Linked DNA regions of Gossypium hirsutum: region 2 is linked to region 1. A link is a contact called in public Hi-C data. All regions are on one chromosome and are shown on one strand. The core of a region is the stretch at or near the end of the contact, and the rest is flanking DNA. Distances in the headings are between cores, read along the strand shown.

The links. A called contact is a pair of places that touch in the nucleus more often than the background predicts.
Region 2: a Hi-C map of leaf shows a contact between it and region 1, with 1.9 times the contacts expected there. The contact joins the promoter of LOC107950574 here to the promoter of LOC107950578 in region 1. A contact is called at or near these places in 4 of 34 Hi-C or Micro-C datasets (callus and leaf).

The regions. Positions count from the first base shown.
Region 1 is chrD03:7,675,070-7,678,866 of Gossypium_hirsutum_v2.1, reverse strand. LOC107950578 (pentatricopeptide repeat-containing protein At3g18110, chloroplastic) reads left to right here and starts at 1,847. Exons shown (of 4, transcript XM_016885457.2): 1 at 1,847-3,797. The coding sequence starts at 1,966.
Region 2 is chrD03:7,900,072-7,904,169 of Gossypium_hirsutum_v2.1, reverse strand. It overlaps LOC107950574, which reads right to left and starts at 2,295. Exons shown (of 7, transcript XM_041089711.1): 1 at 1,981-2,295; 2 at 1,663-1,881; 3 at 1,397-1,563; 4 at 445-526; 5 at 240-308. The coding sequence starts at 2,100.

The DNA.
Region 1 (3,797 bases), core at 598-3,097:
AAAGCTTATGAATAAAAATTGAAATAAATCAATAAAATAGTAACCCGTAGAAGTGAAAATGTGATTTATATTTAAAATGGTACTAAGTTTAGACTCGAGAAGTTGTTGTATAATGGAGTTGTATGTAATCTGTAACCGAGTCAAATAGAATGAGCATTTTGCTTATTATATGCTTATGCCTATTTTTGACTTACTAATATTATGTTTTAATTGTTTATCATGTAATGTCACCATCGAATGGCTAATGAAATCATATATTTTTTTATTTTAGATTTTGTTGTTGTTGTTTATTACCATAACACGTTTCGTAATGACCATAAATGTATTAAAAAAATCATAAATGCCTTCGAGCATAAGGTGTAACACCGCTTATTTAAAATCACTGACAGTCTAACTAACGGATTTTACATATAACCTCAAGTAATAGGGTATCAATACCATCCTCAAATGTGCCAATACCCCAAGCCTAGTTTCGAAGATTAGCACGTTTATAAGTAGGCAAGCTGAGGTTTATAATTAGCATTTATAAATCTAATGTTTAATAGTAATTAGGATTGTTTTGATCGAATATAGGTATTGTATAGTCAATAGGATTATTAGAGATGCCTCTGAGCATCAATGATAGCATTGTTTGATTGATATCGTGGCCAATCCAAATTAGAGGTATTACAATCATATTTACATCCTTTTAGTTTATTGTGAATAACATTTAATGATTTAAATTAGTAGTACAAACCTGTAAATGGCTTTTTAACTTCATCATTTGTAAGCCCATCAACCTTCATCAGCTCCCTAAATTTCTTAGGCATTGCAACTGCAAAACAAATTCCAATTCCATCAAAAAAGAAATTGAAATAAATTGCAATGGAAAAACAATTCGATATGTGAACCACCGAGTTGCTCAAAAGCTTGCAAGAAGTACCTATGCAACTCTGATGATCAACACTACCTTTGCTTTTTTTGAGGCTGCCATTTCTCTCTCTTTTCTTTATTCGCATTTCTATTGTCGCCTGCTATGCCTTTGCTCTCAAATTTTTTTTCTTTATATGTAACAGGAATTAATTATGTACTAGATTATTCGTTTAAATTTGAAAGTCTATCTCAAATGTTGGAGGGTTTAAATAAAAATATAAACTCGAAAAATAAGTTTTGACAAAAAATAATATCCATTTTCTAAATTAACTGAGCCTCGGGTAGGATTTTTTGGCTTGGCCCAAACCAAATAAGTTATTTTGCTGTTGTTTTGCTACTATTTCGCTATTATATTGCTACTATTTTATTGTTATTGTTTAGATATTATATAACTCTTGTTTTATTGTTAATTTTACTATTAATTTAGAGACATTTACTTGCTAAGTTGCAACTATCTTAATATTATTTAAGTATAAAGATTTTTTTACGTATTTTTAATTTGTTAAAAAATATTTATTTTAATATTTTAAATGTATTTAATGTATTATATTTTAAAGTCACATCTTACAATTAAAGGAAAAAAAACCTCGAGTTTATTAAATCTTTTCATTTTCTTTCTTGTTCTGAGATTCAAAATGAAAAGTCAGAAACTAAAATGAAAAAAAAATCTCTTTGGAGAGTGGATTCCACAACTAAATTGACCTAAGCTAATTAGGTTTCCTTTTATCATCAATAACATTTTCTTTTATTAGGACACATCAATAAACTTTTTAAGTGACCAAAATAGGAGCATCTTCAAACTTAGTGACCAAAGTAGTAATTTTATGAAATTCTGTAGGCTTGGAAGTCAGATGGGCCAATTAAACCCAAACCAAGTTGGACCCAACTTTTAGGGAAACAGAAACATCTATTCGACTAGCAACTCCCAACTCCAGAATAAACATCCGCTCCGCACCCCGCCAAAAGCAATGGGGGAGAAATATCTTTTATCTTGTTTTCTTCCGCAGCACTCGACTTGAACTTTGAGAAGGCTAGAGGACATTGGCCTTGGCCATGGCCATGTCTTGCAATGGAGGACTTGTTGTAACCTTTGCCTCTCCTACTTCAAAGGTATGCATGAACACCTCTATCTCTTACTCTTCTTCCCACCTCTCAAGTCCTTCACCAAATGAACACTCAAATGACAGCACTAGTAATAACAGCACATTTAGCTATAGCAGAGCCTCCCCATCTGAGAGATGGCCTCACCTTCAAATTCAACTAGCTGAAACTTACCCTTTAAGTCAAACCCATTTTTCACCTACCTCTCCTCAACTTACCCATGTTGTTAAGGAAGCTGAATTGTCTTTGGAGTCCTCAAAGTCTGAAACTTTGGAAGTGAGCGATGAGACCCAGGAGAAATTGGGGAGAATAAGTAAGACTAGAGTTAAGAAAATGAGTAAACTGGCATTGAAAAGGGCCAAAGATTGGAGAGAAAGAGTGAAGTTTTTGACAGACAGGATTTTGGGGTTGGAACAAGACCAGTTTGTTGCTGATGTTTTGGATGATAGGAAAGTTCAGATGACACCAACCGATTTTTGCTTCCTAGTGAAATATGTTGGTCAGGAGAACTGGCAACGTGCCCTGGAAGTTTATGAGTGGTTAAATTTGAAGAACTGGTATTCCCCTAATGCCAGGATGCTTGCTACTATCTTGGCTGTGCTGGGGAAGGCCAATCAGGAGATTTTAGCTGTTGAAATCTTTACCAGGGCTGAGCCTGCTGTTGGAAATACCGTCCAGGTTTATAATGCCATGATGGGTGTTTATGCACGAAATGGAAGGTTTCAGAAAGTGCAGGAACTGCTTGATTTAATGCGTAAGAGAGGGTGTGAGCCTGACCTCGTGAGTTTCAATACTTTAATAAATGCCAGATTGAAAGCAGGAGCTATGGTGCCTGATTTAGCTATCAAGCTTTTGAATGAGGTCAGGAGGTCTGGTCTTAGGCCAGATATAATAACTTATAATACTCTTATTAGTGCTTGTTCTAGGGAATCAAACTTGGAGGAGACAATGAAGGTTTTTGACGATATGGACAGCCATAATTGTCAACCTGATTTATGGACTTACAATGCTATGATTTCTGTGTATGGGAGATGTGGGATGGCATATAAAGCTGAGCAGCTGTTTAGGGATTTAGAGTCTAAAGGGTTTTTCCCGGATGCAGTCACATATAATTCATTGTTATATGCTTTTGCAAGAGAAGGAAATGTGGACAAGGTAAAAGAGATTTGTGAAGAAATGATTGAAATGGGGTTCGGTAGAGATGAGATGACTTATAATACAATTATTCACATGTATGGGAAGCAGGGCCAGCATGAATTGGGATTGCAGCTTTACAAGGACATGAAATTGTCAGGGCGGAGTCCAGATGTGGTAACATATACAGTCTTGATCGATTCCCTAGGGAAAGCAAATAAGATAAAGGAGGCTTCTAATTTGATGTCAGAGATGTTGGATGCAGGTGTTAAGCCTACTGTGCGGACTTATAGTGCTTTGATTTGTGGGTATGCTAAGGCTGGAATGGCTGTGGAGGCTGAGGATACATTTAATTGCATGCGGAAATCTGGGGTTAGACCTGATTTCCTGGCATACTCTGTCATGTTGGATATCCTTTTGAGATGTAATGAAATAACAAAAGCATGGGTGCTGTACCAGGAAATGGTTCGTGATGGTTTCACACCAGATAATATACTTTATGAGGTGATGCTTCAGGCACTAACAAAGGAAAACAAAGTGGAAGAAATTAAAATGGTGGTTGGAGACATGAAAGAACTTTGTGGTATGAATCTTCAAACTGTTTCTTCTTTCCTTGTCAAGGGTGAATGCTATGACCTGGCTGTACAGAT
Region 2 (4,098 bases), core at 1,046-3,545, 220 kb before region 1:
TATACCCCTCTTCTTTTTTATATTGATTACTGCTTTCAATTTTAGATGATTAAATCGAATAAGAAGTTTAAATTCTTTTTCTGAGGAACTTGCCTGATCCGAATGCCACAGGTAACAACATAATTATTCATAGAGGCAATATTTTCTATACCCCTCTTCGTTTTTATATTGATTACTGCTTTCAATTTTAGATGATTAAATCGAATAAGAAGTTTAAATTCTTTTTCTGAGAAACTTGCCTGCTCATCAAAAGGTTTCTGTGCAGTGTATATATATCCGCAGTCAAGGCAAATATGAGTAGCTCTTGCCTGCAAAATTCTGCATTCCATTAGTACTTTCAACATGTGCTATATAGTCTCATTTAATACACACACAAATGTAACTGAGTATGCTAATCTTTATCTAAAGTGAAGTATAATCTTAGTTGGCAAAAGCTATGTTTGCCTTTTGAGCCTCAGTAAGTTTCCTTCCAAAGCGAGGTGGCGCCGGTCGTTTTGGTAGTCGTTTAACATCAACTTCTGCACCTCTGCAATACATCAAAAGGACTGTCAGATGGCATTTTTTGATATATTCTCAAGGCTAATACATCATGTTATTGTGTCCAGTAACCGGGTACAACCACATCGCATCTTTTTGGTTATGAAAGAACCCTTTGGAGGATAGGAGTTGAAAATGCTGGAATTCAAACTCCAGTTCTGCTAAATACCACTTCTTTAAGGTGGCTACATGAATAGGCTGAGCTAAGCTATGAGTTCAACCAGAAGTCATTTTTATTGGCAATCTTTACTGGACTTCTTCATTTAAGAGAATAATAAAAATAGACATAGTAGCAGTATAGCAGCTATGCCAACATGTCAGTGTCTCCTTTCTCAAAGTGAATTGGTATCCATATTCTTCAAGGAAAAAAAGAAAAACAACATCCTAGTGGAGGTTTAGCTGCAATATTTCCATTAGGAAAAGGAAAGAAAAAGAACAGAAGAAAAGGACCCTTGTTTATCATAACCCACTGGTAAGCTCCCTCATTTTAGTGAATGGCCAAAATTCGAAGGTGCAAAAGGAGATCATATACTACTATATCTTGATTTGCTTCACTACACACTATAGCACGTTTTCTTGGCATGAAGCCTAATCCATTCATGGATTATTCCATAAGGGACAATCATATTCAATAAATGTGTTTGTATTTAAATCTATATAGTGATAAACAACCTTTTATTGACTAAAATTTGTGACTTTATAACCCACAACAAAGAAGAAATTTTACCGTCTTCTTTGTTATTCCTTGAATTTATATCAAACTATCAACAAAAGGTTCCTCCTTTCTACCTATTCACTGAAATTATCCAACTAAATTTAGATAAAGGATAAGAAGTGAAATTTAGATAAGAAAGCAAACCTGCTAACAACAAAGTATACAGAATCGGGCTTTGCCTGTATGGCAGTTTTAGTGAACCCAAGCTTATCTGCAGGCCAAAGTTCATCCCCAAAGAAACTGCTAGTGTAAAGTACCTGATCCCCTGCCTTAAGCCCTGCTTTTGCTGCATTCCCACCCCCATCAACAGCCTATAGTTGTATCCATCCATTTAAAAAACCACATTGAATTGGAAAGAGAAAAGGCCAAAATACTGTCACATCAATGATGGAAGGAACATCAAAACTTACAGTGATAACTACACCACCTCCTTGCTTCTGACCTAATGTCAAACCCAAAGGCTTGTCAACCTCAACCTCTATAGTTTTTGAAGCACCGGCAGTTCTTGCAGTAATCTCAAGTCCTCTTCGTGCATGACTGGAACAGACACTGCTCTTTTTCTCAGCTATGAAGAAATCTGAGACACCCCTTTTGGCCTCTTGAAGAGACAAGCCTTGGAGTGCGGTTTTCTGTACATGCATGGGACAAAATGAGAGGTTTGAGTTAATTGGGTACTGAAGTGAAAGCAGTTTGAGAGAGGATTCAGATGACATAACAAACAGTCATACCTGTGAAGTATTGAATGCCTTGGGAGAAGGGGTCGACGTAGTTTTGTTGGAGCAGTTCTTCCTGCTGGTGAAGGCGGCAGAACAAGAAGAAGAGGCACCTGCAATCACAGCTGATGACATGGTTGAACAATTGGCAGTGGAAGAGAAAACAGGAAAAGAAAAGGATTTGAGAGGTTTAGTTATGGGTTGAGTTGAGTGAGATGGCGTGGCTGCTTTGGTGTTGTTCAAGTTGTGCGGATACGAAAGGAGGGTATGACCAGATAAAGCAGGTATATGCTGACAGCCACACGCCCTTGCTAGGCCACTCCTATCAATTCCACAAATCACTATTTATTTATTTTTATTTTAAAGTATGGACAAGTTACATTTTCTTTTTAAAATATAGTTATATATAATTAATACTTTTCCAACTTTAAGTAATATTGATTTTTGAAAAGAAAAATCGGTTTGCTGTTATGTTCCAATTGATTGTCTCAAACATTATTTACAAAATAATTGTAGCTGCAAATAGTAGGAAATTACAAAACCAAAAGAGATGCCTCAAAAGAGCATTCAACTAGCCTATTTAAGGAAAAAGATTATATGAAACTGTGATTCCACATTGTCCTTATCATTTTCTAATAATAGAATGATAAATTAGATTTTTACTCTTGATTTTTAGCATTTATTAGAAAATCAAAAAGAAAAATATGATTTATTATTCTCTTATTAGAAAAGGATAAGGATGACGTGAAATCACAGTTTCATACAATTCATTCTCACCTATTTATTGTCTAGAGTCAATAAGCATTTGCACAAGATAAAACATGGTTTAAATTAAATCCTTTATCTAGAATTTAAATTTCGATTGCTAACATTCAGTTCCAAGCAAATTTAAAAACAATTTTAGCACTATGTAAAACTAATTCAAAAACAGTTAAGGATAAAGTTTGCTGTCAATAAACTACTCTTCCTTCTCCCGTCAAATATAATAAAAACAATTTCAGCTCAAACAAAAAATTATTTGTCCATAGGAAACCAACAAAAATTAAACAAGTCACAAATGCGAACAAAACACACTGCATTTCAACTGTCCAAATTTGTCCCTAGTGATGTTCAAACAATTCATGCAACAACTAAACTAAAGGCAGTTAATGTTAGAAAAAATATAGTTCGAAAACGGTTTCTTATATAGCGAAAAATAAAAATTTTAAAAACTCAGTTAATTTGTGATATTTATAGCAATAGACCCTTTATCGAAATTGCACATGTGTTTTTTACTAGATAGATCCTTGTCTTTCCTGACTTTCAATCGAATGACCTTCTCCGCTATTCTTATACCACGAACTATTTTGAGTGTAGGCTTGAACGATTCAAATTAAATATAGTACCAAAAATATTTACTTTCAATGTGAAAGTAAAATCTCTTCTAAATAGAAACCAACAAAATTGTTATTCCGGAAAATAGATTTAATATTTAGAAAATAAACTCTCACTATTTTCATGCAAAATAACAATATCTTAAAGTTGTGCAATTAGCCCTATTGGTACCATCTACTTATAGGGAGAAGAAGTAAAACTCTTGTTGAATTGTAGAAGTCTATTTCAAATAGAAAAATGAACTCCAAGTCTAACTAGAAGTATAGGGGGTGACAATCCTAATTAATAATACCTGGGTTTGTCGTCCGACCCTTGAACATGAGGGGCTTTTGGGCCTTTTTCATATCGGGTCCAATTACAAGTACTTATTGAATTTTTAACCCAGTACTTCATAATTCGATCCAACCCAATATTTATTTTTCTATTTCCCAAAATAAACATCTAAAATTAAATTAATTTTTCAATAAAATATTTTTCTCAACCCAATCCTAATTCCGTTAAAATCATGAAGACCTTATCGTAAAAGAATCTATGAGAAAATATATTTAATATTTCTACATTTAATGGGTCCACTATGACCAAATGATTTATTTCCATTTTCGAACTTCATTTAATTTGAAAACCATAATTCATTTCCAGGTCATTATCATTTTGGAGAAAACCACATTCATTTCCAAATATTTCTCATGTTTCCATTTTCACCATTTTTTTTTCATTTCTGTTAATTTGATTCAGCATACAATTCATTTATGGTTTCAA